Regions from separate parts of the Drosophila melanogaster genome. Here region 2 is linked to region 1. The links are chromatin contacts, called in public HiChIP or PLAC-seq maps. All regions are on one chromosome and are shown on one strand. The core of a region is the stretch at or near the end of the contact, and the rest is flanking DNA. Distances in the headings are between cores, read along the strand shown.

Region 1 (6,752 bases), core at 1,906-4,405:
AAAAGAATGAAAAGAATAAAAAGAATGTTAAATGATTACAATATCGATTATTCAGTTTGGGGAAGGAGAAATGATTAATTTGCAGATACCTTTTTTTTTACTACAAATGATTGTATGAATAAAATACTCCCAAATTAATTGATTTTGATTATATATCGTTCGTATACATATGTTTTAATATTTATATAAACGGGATCTGCTGATTTTAAGAACATATGTATATACATGTTTATATATAATAAAAAAAGGTAAATGAATTCTGCGTGACTCAAAAGGTCACATTCACTTAGTTTTCATCATAAAGTTATACAATTTCGTTGTTATGGGTACATGGAATTTTGTGACTAACACTATTTATTACCATTAGCGTTTAAAATTCATGAAATTTGGATGCCTACTTGAGCTGTCAGGTGTTTTTCATTTTAACAATGGGATGACAACAGCACAATTGCTTAAATGAAATCATCAAAACGGATAATTTAATTACTTAGACAATTATTTCATCTAATATTGTAGTTATGCATAGAAGATATATACATATTTACATGTATATGTATCTTTGTACATATGTACATGTATTGTACAGATTAATGTCACGTACCGGCGAAACTTCAATTTGCTCAGAATATGACCTCTAAATTTTAATATTAATGAAATTGATGAATATGTATTTATGTGGGGATGTTAGGATTTTTCCATTTGCATTTACTTATGTACATATTTATGTACAATATAACCAATTGATGTTCATCAGACGTGCTCATATATGTGTATGTTTCGTGTGCCTATATATGCACGTATGTAATTGCCGGCAACTAAGCTCACAAGAAAGCTCAACTTCCGTCAACAAAATTGAGCAGGTGAAATGGCCATAAAAATATCCCAATAAACATTTGTCCGTATAAATTAAAAAATCCATATACTTTATAGGTCACTTTAACTGTCTAAGATCAGAAGTTTTTAAAGTTAAGCGTATCTTATGTACATATCTACTTATTATATTCATATAATGATGCTTGCAAAAAGTCTATTGGGTAGCATTGAGCTTTCACGTTACTGAGAGCAAAAGCTCTTTTTTATTGCGGTAGCCGCTCTCGAGCTTGACATGCACGTCCTTCATCTGACTTTGAACAATTTTTCGCCCGAGTTTTCGCCCATAGAAAGCGCTCAAAATTTCTCAGCCATCACAGTCGATTCCTTGCAAGCAAGCCGATAGGTAGTGTTTCCCTCAATTCCGCGGAAAACTTTCCAAGTACTAACTGCTTTACATATACATACATTACTTTCCAGATAAACAAAAAGTTAACCATGTCGAAGATTGGTATCAATGGATTTGGTCGCATCGGCCGCTTGGTTCTCCGCGCCGCCATTGATAAGGGCGCCAACGTTGTGGCCGTCAACGATCCCTTCATCGATGTGAACTACATGGTCTACCTGTTCAAGTTCGATTCGACCCACGGACGTTTTAAGGGCACCGTTGCCGCCGAGGGCGGTTTCCTGGTGGTCAACGGCCAGAAGATCACCGTCTTCAGCGAACGCGACCCGGCCAACATCAACTGGGCCAGCGCTGGTGCCGAATACATCGTGGAGTCCACTGGCGTGTTCACCACCATCGACAAGGCATCCACTCACTTGAAGGGCGGTGCCAAGAAGGTTATCATCTCGGCCCCATCCGCCGATGCTCCCATGTTCGTTTGCGGCGTCAACTTGGATGCCTACAAGCCCGACATGAAGGTGGTCTCCAACGCATCGTGCACCACCAACTGCTTGGCTCCTCTGGCCAAGGTGATCAACGACAACTTCGAGATCGTCGAGGGTCTGATGACCACCGTTCATGCCACCACCGCTACCCAGAAGACCGTCGATGGACCTTCCGGCAAGTTGTGGCGTGATGGACGTGGCGCTGCCCAGAACATCATTCCAGCTTCCACTGGAGCTGCCAAGGCCGTGGGCAAGGTTATCCCCGCCCTCAACGGTAAGCTCACCGGAATGGCATTCCGTGTGCCCACTCCCAACGTTTCCGTGGTCGATTTGACCGTGCGCTTGGGCAAGGGTGCGTCCTATGATGAAATTAAGGCCAAGGTTCAGGAGGCCGCCAACGGACCCCTGAAGGGTATCCTGGGATACACCGATGAGGAGGTCGTTTCTACCGATTTCCTCAGCGACACCCACTCGTCGGTGTTCGATGCCAAGGCTGGCATTTCGCTAAACGACAAGTTCGTGAAGCTGATCTCTTGGTACGACAACGAGTTTGGCTACTCCAACCGCGTCATCGACCTGATCAAGTACATGCAGAGCAAGGATTAAATGTGGAACACCAAGAACACTACCCACCCACACTCTACGTAAAAGTTAAAGATTAGGGCGCGGTAGAATGGGGTGAGACACTTCAGAAACGGCCTGAAAATGGCATCACATAACTTATATATATATTGCTCCCCGGTGGAGCATCACCTACATACATATGCGCTATGCTCTGAAATGCTACTGTTTTCGCTCTTCAATTACCAGCCACATTGGAAAATTATTAATATAATACATCCATTATACACATAAATATGTTTACTGTTGTTGAATAAAGTTTCACTCTGTGTGTAGTTTTAAAAATGCCGACTCATAAGCATTTAAATATTTATTTTTGCCTTTTTATTTGGTATAAACCGTTGAAATACCTAAAATAGTATGAGTATTACTTTAAATTGTTTTTTTCATTTGCTATATTTGGAAGTAATATATATATAACAGAAATGTGTCGATATTTTTTTTAAGTCGATTGGTTTTTGAATGATTACATAACTTGTTAAAGTTTTCAAATAATTTTAAATGAGCCTGATTCTATGGTATTGTTATCGGCAAAAATCGGGCTTTTACAGATTTCGATAAGAGCGACCTTAAACCCTTCAGTTGAAGCAATGTATAAACAGAAGTTATCGATATTTGGAGAGACTAACGGTGGCATATTGTCTGTGTAAGCCTGGCTTTTTGGATACATTTCTGAGAAAATAATGTTTCTCTGCCGATTTATATTTGCATAATTGGCAAATATAATCAAATATTTTGGTTGACTGCATCATTTCAACAGCACTTCACCATTATATCGTTATCGATATTTAATCGCTTGCTATACCGTCTTTTCGATTAATTTTCTCACACGGGCACACTAATTTTCAGAACATTTTAATACTGGCATGTAAATAAAATAATCAATTGATGAAACCTTAAAATAAAATGTGAATTATTCAACATGCAGTAGCAACAAACGGACACAAATCAGCATAAGAGTTCAAGACTTCTGGTTCTTGATGAATGTAAATGAAAGTTACCGAGTGAAAACGCCATAACTTGTGTAAAACTGACGGGGCGAACAAAGAGTATGTTTTCCGAGCGAATTTAACGATTGTGCAGTGTGTGTGTGGTACACATTTTCCCCAACGAAATATAATGAAACATAAGTGCATCGGGTAAAATCATCTCGAGTTCACATCTTACGTATGTGCGTAGTGAACATAAATCTGTATACATATTGGTATATACATATGTATGTATGTTGGAGATATACGTGCGGACGCTTTAATAATTAATATTTATAAACGGTGGCTAAACATTTCGAATATCTTTGTTAACATTATACCGTAACTTGTAATGTTTTTCAATGCAAATTGTACACATGTATAGAAATTTTAATAGATGTTCAGTTGCACATGTGCAACAGTGCGTTTCTCTATACATATGCTCATCTATTTTTGTGCATGTAATTTTAACATTTCAATGTTGTTCATGAATGAGTTTTGGAAAATATAGTCCAATTTAAATAGCGGTTAAAAATGCTGGAAAAAGTCTTGTAAGAATGTGTATTTGGCTGCAGATGTGAACTGTTTATACATACATATACATATGTACATATGGCACTGTCGTATTGGCAACTTCGTGTGTACATAAGAGTATATATGTGTGTATGTATTTTGTGGATTTAAGAGAAACGAAATATTAGAATGTAAAGTGCTTGCTTTTAATGGTTTCAAAAATGTAACAGTGGAAGTTTGTAAAAAGATTCATAATATTTCTACTTTTGCTTAACAAATTCCCTTCAAATGCAAAGCAAATGCTTGCTGTTACAGCTTTAAAATGTGATTTTCTTATTTTTCTAAGTGGGAATGTCCCATTTAGTTTCAAATATATACATACATATGTGGGTCAATGTAGCACCTACTCAAAAATCTATGTATGTACATAATATAATGGTCCCACTTTTCGTTGTTTATTTTGTCGATATGTTGCCATGTATGCGTGCATGTGTGTGCTAATTTATATCTTTTAAAACAATATCTTCCAGATAAACAACATTATTTAGGCTCGAAACAAATTTTTCAAGGCTAAACTTTCCTGCAAACATGAATAACTTTTGGGGGCTCTAGGATTTTAAGCTGGCCAATCGGTTGGCTTCTTATCAAAAACAGTAAACAATTGGATCTCGAAGACTGAATGCAATAGCACAGGTTTGTACTGGTTATTTAAATAAGGTATATGAAAAACTAAAATTAACAAGAGATTCTCTCCAAAAACATTAAAAATGCATGTCCTGCGAGTTTTTTACATGTGAGGGGGCGGAAAAGGCGTGGCCACAACTTGAAACAACTGTTAACTTTTGTTTTTCGATAACATAACATTAAAATGTTAGCAGCAACAAGATTAACATTGATGTTTATAGGAAACCTATTGTTTTTTTTTTTAGCTAGAAAAGAATGATAATATAGTTACTTTGATATTAACAATATTATTTTCTTTTTTCTTTAAAAATATGTTACTAAATTTGTTTTTATCTTAATTTCAGAAAGATCTGTCTGGTGTCATCATGTTCACGAGAAAATACTTTTTTGTTAAGGGTTCAAGGAGTTCCCAAAGCTGAATTTATAAAATGCTGAAAGAATCCTTGCACAAAAAGGTAACGAACAAATAAATTATATAGTTGCTATGTTGTATCTTATAGATCGCTTTTTTTCAGAACCAGGTTGTTATTAACGCGCTGCTAAAAACCGTATATACAGGCATTAGAAGCATGAAATTTAAAGATATTACCCACTGTGCGTGTCCTGCATAGAAGCACCTACACCAAGTACCGCAGACAGTTTAGTATTTGGCATCTGAACCTGGCACTACACTCAAAATGGGAGCCAACACGTCGAGCAGCAGCTATCTCACGGCGGCCTCGTCGGGCAGCGGAGCCAATAGCAATGCCAGCAACTCGAATGGGAACCTATCGGCTATGCCCCCGGGCATGGGGGAGATTCCAGGAGGTGGCGGTGGATGCTCGGGTGCTTTCGGAAGCAGCAGTAGTTGCGGCCCCAGTGGGAATGCAGGTGCAGCTCCGGGCATTGTCATCAGTGGCGCTCACTACCATCGGGATCAGCGACGGAAGCGTGCCACCGGCTTTGCGACACTCAAACGCAAGTTCATACGACGACGGCGCTCCTCGAAAGCCTGTGATCACGCTCGCGTCCTGCGCGACTTTGTATCCGATTGGGCACCCGTGGAACTGGCAGCTCTGTGCGAGGAGTTCGAGGCATTGTCGGCTCTGAGGGATTTGTCGGTTAGCAAAACGAAAATCGAACACAATCCGTGCGCCCATGTTAATCACTTCCCTTCCGTTCAATTCCCATTTTCCAGGTGCAAGCTGAACTGGCACGACCGCCGGCGGCAACGTTTAAGCAGGACCTGGCTGCCATCTATGAGAAGAACTTGTGCACCGATTGTGATCTGGTCTTTCGTGGAACGATATTCTCAGTCCATCGTGCAATATTATCGGCACGCTGTGTATATTTTCGGGACCTGCTGGCAGGATGTCCTGGTTTCGGTGCGCGCATATGTCTCGAACTACCCACATCCCCCATTGATGTACAACTCTTCTCGTCGCTATTGCGCTACCTATACACTGGTGATCTGTGCCCCCATGATCCTAACATTGACATTACTCTATTGCGGCAATTGGGCAAGGATTTCGGTACACCGAATCCATTGGAGCACGATCTGCGCTATCTGCTGGAAACAGGTGATTATGCTGACGCAGCACTCGTCTTCACGGCAGATGGCAGCAACGACTATCTACGACAAGACTCGGGAACCTCGGAGTACGGCTTCCGGCCGAAGATCGAACTACCTTGCCATAAAGCGATATTGAGCGCGCGATCGCCATTCTTTCGCAATCTAATTGCGCGCCGGACACGGAACATGGACGAGTATGTGGAGCGCTCGTTGCACGTGCCCACGCGCATCGTTTTGGACGAAACTGTTATACCAAAAAGATATGCACGAGTATTGCTGCAGGCCATCTACTTGGACTCGGTGGACTTGTCATTGATTTTACGTGGCGTAGGTTCCGGCACCTCGGCCGGTTCGCTTGGCGAAGTGCACGCACTGACCAATACCGGCCGGGTGCGGCCAACGACTCTGGAGGAGGCCATGGAGTTATATCAGATCGGTCGATTTCTGGAGCTGGATATATTGGCACAGGGCTGTGAGGATTTGATTCTCGAATGGCTGTCCATTGAAACGCTACCCACGGTCCTCAAGTGGGGCTGCCAGCCGCATGGCTCCGCCTGGGTCTTTCGCCAAGCTTGTCAGTATTTACGCGAGGAATTCGCAGCTGTTAGCTCCTCGCCGGTGTTGCACCAACTCGATAAATCTCAGTTAATACACATTCTGCATAGTAACTTTCTACAAGCATCCGAACTGGAGGTACTGCAGGCCGTTCTCAA
Region 2 (6,752 bases), core at 1,460-3,959, 540 kb after region 1:
GATCTCCGGCTAGCAAGTAGTTTGTTGGCACGCATATGGTCTTCAAATTGGTCTCTCCATCCAAATTGGCTGTGTTCACGAAGCATTTGCGATCCGCACTAGATGATTGGAGCAGTACAAGGTCACAGGGCACATCGCCATCGTTTCGCACCACCACAAGATCGCCTGGCACAATAAACTGCGAATTTATGATTTCCTCCTTGCCGTTCCTTATGACAGTTACTGTATATGGAAGGCGGTACTGATTCAAATGGAGAACCTATCATGACCACAAGTTTCATTTCATTTCCTACCTCTGGCTGTATTCACAAGCTTATCACTTTTCGATCTCGAGTAGTCTTCCAATCCCTCCTTTAGAGCCGTAATGATCATTACAAAGAGTAGGGGTAGCAGGGAAACCAATGGCGATATCGTTTCGTCTATTTGTCAAGGGATCGACCATTGAGAATTGTCCAATTTTGGAAGAGTAAACGTACTTACTTACGAAAAACGATACAATTGTAATGATCAGAAAGTAAAAGTAAACAGCCCGCCTAAACTGTTCGTAGAAGTTGAGGGGCAGGAATGTGAACCAGGTGTATTTGGTGGTCGTCACCCGATTGAGAGGCTTCTGCTGGCGACTCTCGATGCCGCCAATCTGAATCCGCAGCGGATCCGCAGACTTTTTCTTGTCAGCTCCCATTCGTTACCAGTATTTAATGAACTATATAGAGTGTAATATTTGCTCATTCGGATAATCATTAGGTGGTTGGCACGCGTGGTGCCTTTCGGAGCAGACGTTAGACTGAACTGAAGTTAGCCAGCCTGAATTAGCCACATACATAAATTGGCATATGATAAAGATAATGTTCCATTTTCCGCTTATATAAAACCTATTTTGGCTCCCAAGTGGCCCTGTCACAATAGGTATCCCATTGAAAAGAAGCCTATACTTATTTCCGTCGTTTTGCCGATGACAGATTAGTCCAAGCTAAGTTGTAGCTATTAGGCACGCTCGCAGCTTAGATTAGATGGACTCATGTCATGTCAGATTATTAATAATGAAATTGAATTTTAATATTTTTGGCTGCCATATCATCGATTTGGCCATTCCTCTTCAAACCATGTCGAACTGCTGTAAGCATTCAAAGATTGCTTCACACCAAATGTGCCAACGCTTTCCCTTAACTGATTAGTACTATCGCCTTTCTTAAATTCGAATATCAAATCCAGCTGATATCGGCTTACATACTACCCTAATCACTGGTCTAATCAGCTAAACACTTAGATTATAGCAGTGGCACTTGGGGCTATTTTCAAAAGTAAATGAAGGTCTTTGAGCTATGGACTCTCTGCTTCTGGGCATTCGTAGACAACTATAGAGCCGACTAGGCGATACCCTATAATTACTTCTTGTTTATTTGATATGTGGGCAAGAAAGAACTAAAAGTAAGTATTTTAAGCCCGAAAATATAGTGTAAATTATACCCAATGGTGTAATTTATAATCTATAATCTATATGATAAACTTTTTCCCGAATGTGGAAATGAATGTCGTTGTTGATTTTCGATCAGCTTAAAAGCTAACGCCATAAAGCTTTTGCTAAAGCTTAAATGGGTTACCGTCTCTGGCAAAGCTTTAACATAAAAAATTTACATTCTTTATTTTATTGAAATTCTTATAAAAATCAAGAGTTAATTAAAAAATAGAAAATTAACTTAAAACTGACATTGTTAGTTAGCTATGTTAAGAGGTATTAATAGGGCAAATATGGAGGATGCTTGAAAACATTCGATATGTTTAAAATATTACTCATCCGCCATGTTGGCTTATCCTCCATTGCTAGCTTATGCTTAAGATCATGGCCTCTGTTCTCCACGAATGCCTTCTGATGGGTGGTTTTCCTATGGCTCCAAAGTGCATGTAATTATCATATTCTGTAATTGATTATCATATCATACGTTTGCCATTCACAACTTACTTAATATCTCCTCCGTAATGGTAGCTTACACCAAAATGCAAAAATGCAACATAGATAGGATTATTATATTTGACTTCCTTTCTTTTCTTATCGTATAGTCTTCATACCATTCGCGAATAGTTTACCATTGACTCATGTCGAAGCCCGTTATAAGTTTCATCGGTCATGGAACATTCGCTTTTGGGATAAGTGAGTCAATGTGGAAGTTGCACGATTTTAGATAGGCTTGTCCGTAAGCCCCGACGGATATGTAATGTGTTCGTGTGTGAAGTCCGTTCAATGCGTTCAATGTTGAGCGATAAGATTGTTGTTATCGACATTATCTCTTCTACAAAACCGCTGGCTTATTCGCTCGCGAGAGCGAAAAAAACAAAATCTATATTAAAAAATAAACAAAAAATGAGCTAAGAGAGTAGCTCTGAGGATCGTATGGCCCAGCATGGTACTACCAACTATTAAAGAGTGCCAATGCACTGACTATGAACGCATTTAGGAATATGTATCTAAATGTTGGTAAAACCCCGGCCTGGGTGCGATATGGGTACGGTATGGGTTTGGCTATGGGAATAAATAATGGCGTATATATGCACACATATATATATTTATATATATACATATATATAATATACATGAACATGCATGGAAAGGTCCGCCAGGCTAGCCCATGTGAATGGCGACTTTGTTCGTGGTATCGGTATCAACAATTCTTCGACAGTTTGCCAATAGATCAGTTTGCGCGTGGAAGGTCTCTCTTTCCTTTCGATTCTGTGTACAATAATCTATATGTATAGTATATATACAAAAGTCTATATATATTATATCTGTGATCCATAAGCGGTCTTGTACATACATATATTTTATTTCGCCCGCAAAGCTCGCTGTTTGTTTACCCGTTTGTTTGGCCAGAGGACTTCCGGTGCAAAACGACTCAGCACTACAACTCTTCAAACTCAAATTAATCGCCAGAAAAATGGTAGGTTTGACCATCGCTCAGATATTTCAACTAAGAAAACATTCTGGCATTCGAATATTTTTACATTCTGCAACAAATTAGCATAGCTTCATGGGTTTTGAAGAATCGTGTGTGTGTGTGTGTGTGTGCGAAAAGATTATGTTTTAATATTTAAAAAAAAAACCAACTATTCAATTTACAAAACTATCTCAAAGACCTACGACTTAAGACTTAATACGCCAATTAAATTGTGAAATACAAGGTGGTCGTGTAAAGCTATCGTTCTCCACTACATATGGCCTTTAAAGTGATAAAGCTTTGTGATAAAAGAACTGCCCCTGGATGTCGTCGATATCCGTATCTCTCTTATCGAAATTTATGGACCGTAAAATGACGAGAAGATGTTGAATTTGGATAGAATTTAACCACGATCATGGTGACGAACGGCTGGATGGATATACGTATATATATCTTACGCTCTGCACTACAGTGAACCCAACCCAAGTGGGAAACATGCCATCCAAATGTCGCTCCAAATGTATCCCGGGCACGGTGCCGATTAGTCAGCTGATGTGCTCGCCACCTAGATATACGTACTCATAATCTTATCAGTTTTTTGGCAGTCTACATATAGGCGGTTAGATATGGGTGGGTCTCGCTGCTCCGGAAAGCTTCAATACTGGCTGCTCCAAGAAGAGAATGTACACTGGGTGAGGATATGGGAGGGACTATGGACCCGGTGCTCTTGCACGGATCTCAGTTAATCAGTTGAGCAAGTACGTCTTGGCAGACGGTGGCTCTCATGAGCACGTGCACGTTGTTCGCTGTTAACTGAAAGCAAAAGACTCGAATGCATTGCACTCCCTAAACATCTATCATCTGATAGCCAATAATAGCGTGTTGCGTACCATTATAACAATAACAACGCACCGAGTGCAACAATCATGTTAACTCGATGGAACACTACTTTCAAACACCTCGGAGAGGATTGGTCTATCCTGAACGAGAGTGTGCGAGCTTCGGCAATTGGAAATTGATCGGAAATAACTTACTCATCGGAATCTAGCGAAGAGATTACCTGGCTAGTCGGCTATTGGTTTCAAAAAAAAAAACAAAAAAAAAAAAGTAAAGACGAAAAAAAAAAAACTGTTATTACCGATAAGCAATACGACGAATTCGTGGTAACGAAGTATTTTAGAGAGATACCAAAATCGGTCAGTTTTAGTCAGTTATGCTATTGTTTCGCGTCGGTGCCACATTGTCCCCAATACCTCTCAACAATTGTTAATGAACCTCGTGAGGATTGAAGCCCCAGCGCAGTGGATAAAGTCAAGGGATCATCATGGGCAAGTTCTTCGAGAGATTGTTTCAGAAAAGGGTGAGTCCACAGCTCGATGTTGTGTAATATCAACAGCAAAAAAAAAACAGTGAACATAAGGTTTTCTTCAGTACATGTACATACGTGTGTGAGTGTGTCTCCAAATCCATCAGTGAATTTCTATATATTAGATAAGCCTCAGCTATAAAGCAACGTCGTTTGTCGATATGCGAGTGTGAAAAATAGATAGCGTCGCTTAGATAAAGTGGATTGCAACTTTATAATCTTGGATCTCCATCGCACGATTCTTTTGGCTGGCTTGGAAATCCCGAGTTTTTCCAATTGGTTTTTAATCTCCACCAATGGTTGGGTTTTTCAAAATATTTGGGTTTTTTTTTTGGTTTTCTTTTCCTAAGTTGACTGATCGACATTTACATGTGACAACGTGTGAGTCAGTCTTTATTTAGCGCTGTTATAATATTTAAACAATTTATGGTAAAGCTAATGTTTTTCAAATGCAAATCTCTGAAAAGTGCCCAAGAGAGTTTTCATGAACAGTTTGGCTATGTTTAATAGAAAACTGCTATTATTAAGCATAAGCATATGTGAACGTGAAATGTTTATAAATTAAAATTGGCGTCGTTTTAAAATAGAATTAAAGATTCATTGTGGCTCCGAGAAATTGATCAGTACTAAAGTACTTCATTTACTAATTTTGTAATCTATTAGCATGGAACTTTTAAATAGAATTCTTTTCTTTTTTTTTTGCTTTAAAGATAAACAATTGCTTTCAAAACTGAACTTCCTTTTGCAAAAAAACATATGTTGAGTGAAAGCTTTTTAATGAGAAAGTCAGTGCAAGTTCTTAAGCAATTGAATTTTATGAGATTTGATTTGAGTGGGGGACGTCATCGAATTGACAATACGCCAAATTAACTATGCACTTTGAACCTATTAGTTGCCGAATGTCTGAATTTCTTCATGTGTCGCCGCGGTGTACATCGCAAACTTGAACTGGCGACGTCAATAAGTTTTTGAGCTTTTTATTGGATGCCCGAAGCTGAATGTGAAGCTGCGGCCGTACGACCGATTTTTGAAGCTGTGAATGGGAATGGGAATGGGTATGGATACGGGTATGGGTACGGGCATGGGTACGGGCATGGGTATAGGTATGGCATCCGAATTGCCATAGAAATGCAGATCGAATTCTCAGTGTGAGAACGGCTTTGCACTGGCGCACATCACGCGGCTCTCTCGCGATCCATTAGATATTAGGCTACGCATAGATGTATCCCGGAAGGATATTATTGAATGATGTGATATAGACTAGATATTGCGGTGTGTGAAATACATTTGGATATTATCTACATATGTAAATTCATATGCAAATACGCACTGATATATAGTACAAATCTATAAAAAAAATCGTTGTGCCTATGTGGATTCCAATGTGCACCATAGAACTGTTCAATTGAAGTGTTAAAATTGCCCACTTAACATCGTTTTAAGGTTATACACTTAAGTGTGCTGAGAAAAAGTCGATAAATATACAAATGGTTGTATGTGCATTAGGGTGGACCGTATTCGAGTGCTTAAAATTATTGGCCACGCTGTAATAGTGATTAAACTCCATTAGCACATCGTTTCAAACATTCGTTTAATAGTTAGATAGCTGGACTATCAAAAAACATTCATAAAAACGTACTTTACAAAGGTCCGGTCCATTGTGCATACAAGACCTATGTACATATGTATGTATGTATGTATGTATGTGCGACCATTCGGTCGATGAATAAACAATAATTAACAATAGCCAAATAACGAGTGACCGCATAAACACAAGCAGGTGTTTGAAAATGTGATTGCCCCACAACACGAGAATTGTCGTACATAAAAATAAAAAAAATAAAAAGAAAAGGAAAACTGTTTTCCATTGTCCGGAAAAATCAACTACCGGCTTGAGTCTGAGGATAAAGCTTTCTGAGCGATGATCGGGCGCGTCCGTGGTCACACCGCTACCAAATGCGCCAATTCTGGAATGATGAACAATGAATTTCTTTGGCCATGACCATCTGAGCGGATTTCGACGCATAGATCGCCTGGGAGCCCATCGCCAGACACCGTGGGCAGATCAGGAGTCCTTTCATCTGAAAGACGCATTTTTATGGAATTGGCATAAGGTGTGTGTTGGGCTTGGGATTTTGGTAAACGATTTTTAGTACACAGGTAGTGCCTATTTTTCACTATTTGAAGAAAGTCAGCAGTTAGAATTCTTTGGTATAAGATTACATCTGGCTTATGTGGCGTATGCGTGATATTTGTTTAGGTTGCAAAGCGATTGCGCAAGCTACTTACCAACCACCAAGTTTAATACATATTTATGCTGTTATTTTTTCACTTTTGTTGGTGAAGTTTATCTCTGAAAAATTGAATATTAGGTGAATCTTTTCAAACTACACTTTAATAGAAAATTTGCTTAGTTATGCGCTTTTCTATCGATCATTTTAGCTATTACTTGCCAT

The links. HiChIP or PLAC-seq counts read pairs in DNA pulled down with a chosen protein or histone mark.
Region 2: an H3K27ac HiChIP or PLAC-seq map of the Kc167 cell line shows a contact between it and region 1, with 5 times the contacts expected there. The contact joins the promoter of CG4301 here to the promoter of CG16952 in region 1. A contact is called at or near these places in 4 of 107 Hi-C or Micro-C datasets (the Kc167 cell line and the S2 cell line) and 1 of 6 datasets of contacts at active chromatin or transcription factors (the Kc167 cell line).

Annotation. Positions count from the first base shown.
Region 1 is chrX:15,867,028-15,873,779 of dm6, forward strand. It overlaps CG16952, which reads left to right and starts at 3,156. Exons shown (of 6, transcript NM_001298375.1): 1 at 3,156-3,461; 2 at 4,334-4,496; 3 at 4,832-4,942; 4 at 5,003-5,587; 5 at 5,665-6,752. The coding sequence starts at 5,165. Gapdh2 (Glyceraldehyde 3 phosphate dehydrogenase 2) reads left to right here and starts at 1,118. Exons shown (of 2, transcript NM_080714.4): 1 at 1,118-1,216; 2 at 1,291-2,634. The coding sequence starts at 1,309. The coding sequence ends at 2,307.
Region 2 is chrX:16,402,800-16,409,551 of dm6, forward strand. It overlaps CG4301, which reads left to right and starts at 2,710. Exons shown (of 9, transcript NM_001258783.2): 1 at 2,710-2,933. The coding sequence starts at 2,931. CG9981 reads right to left here and starts at 2,323. Exons shown (of 9, transcript NM_001272682.2): 1 at 1,990-2,323; 2 at 1,698-1,916; 3 at 481-764; 4 at 294-419; 5 at 1-222. The coding sequence starts at 682.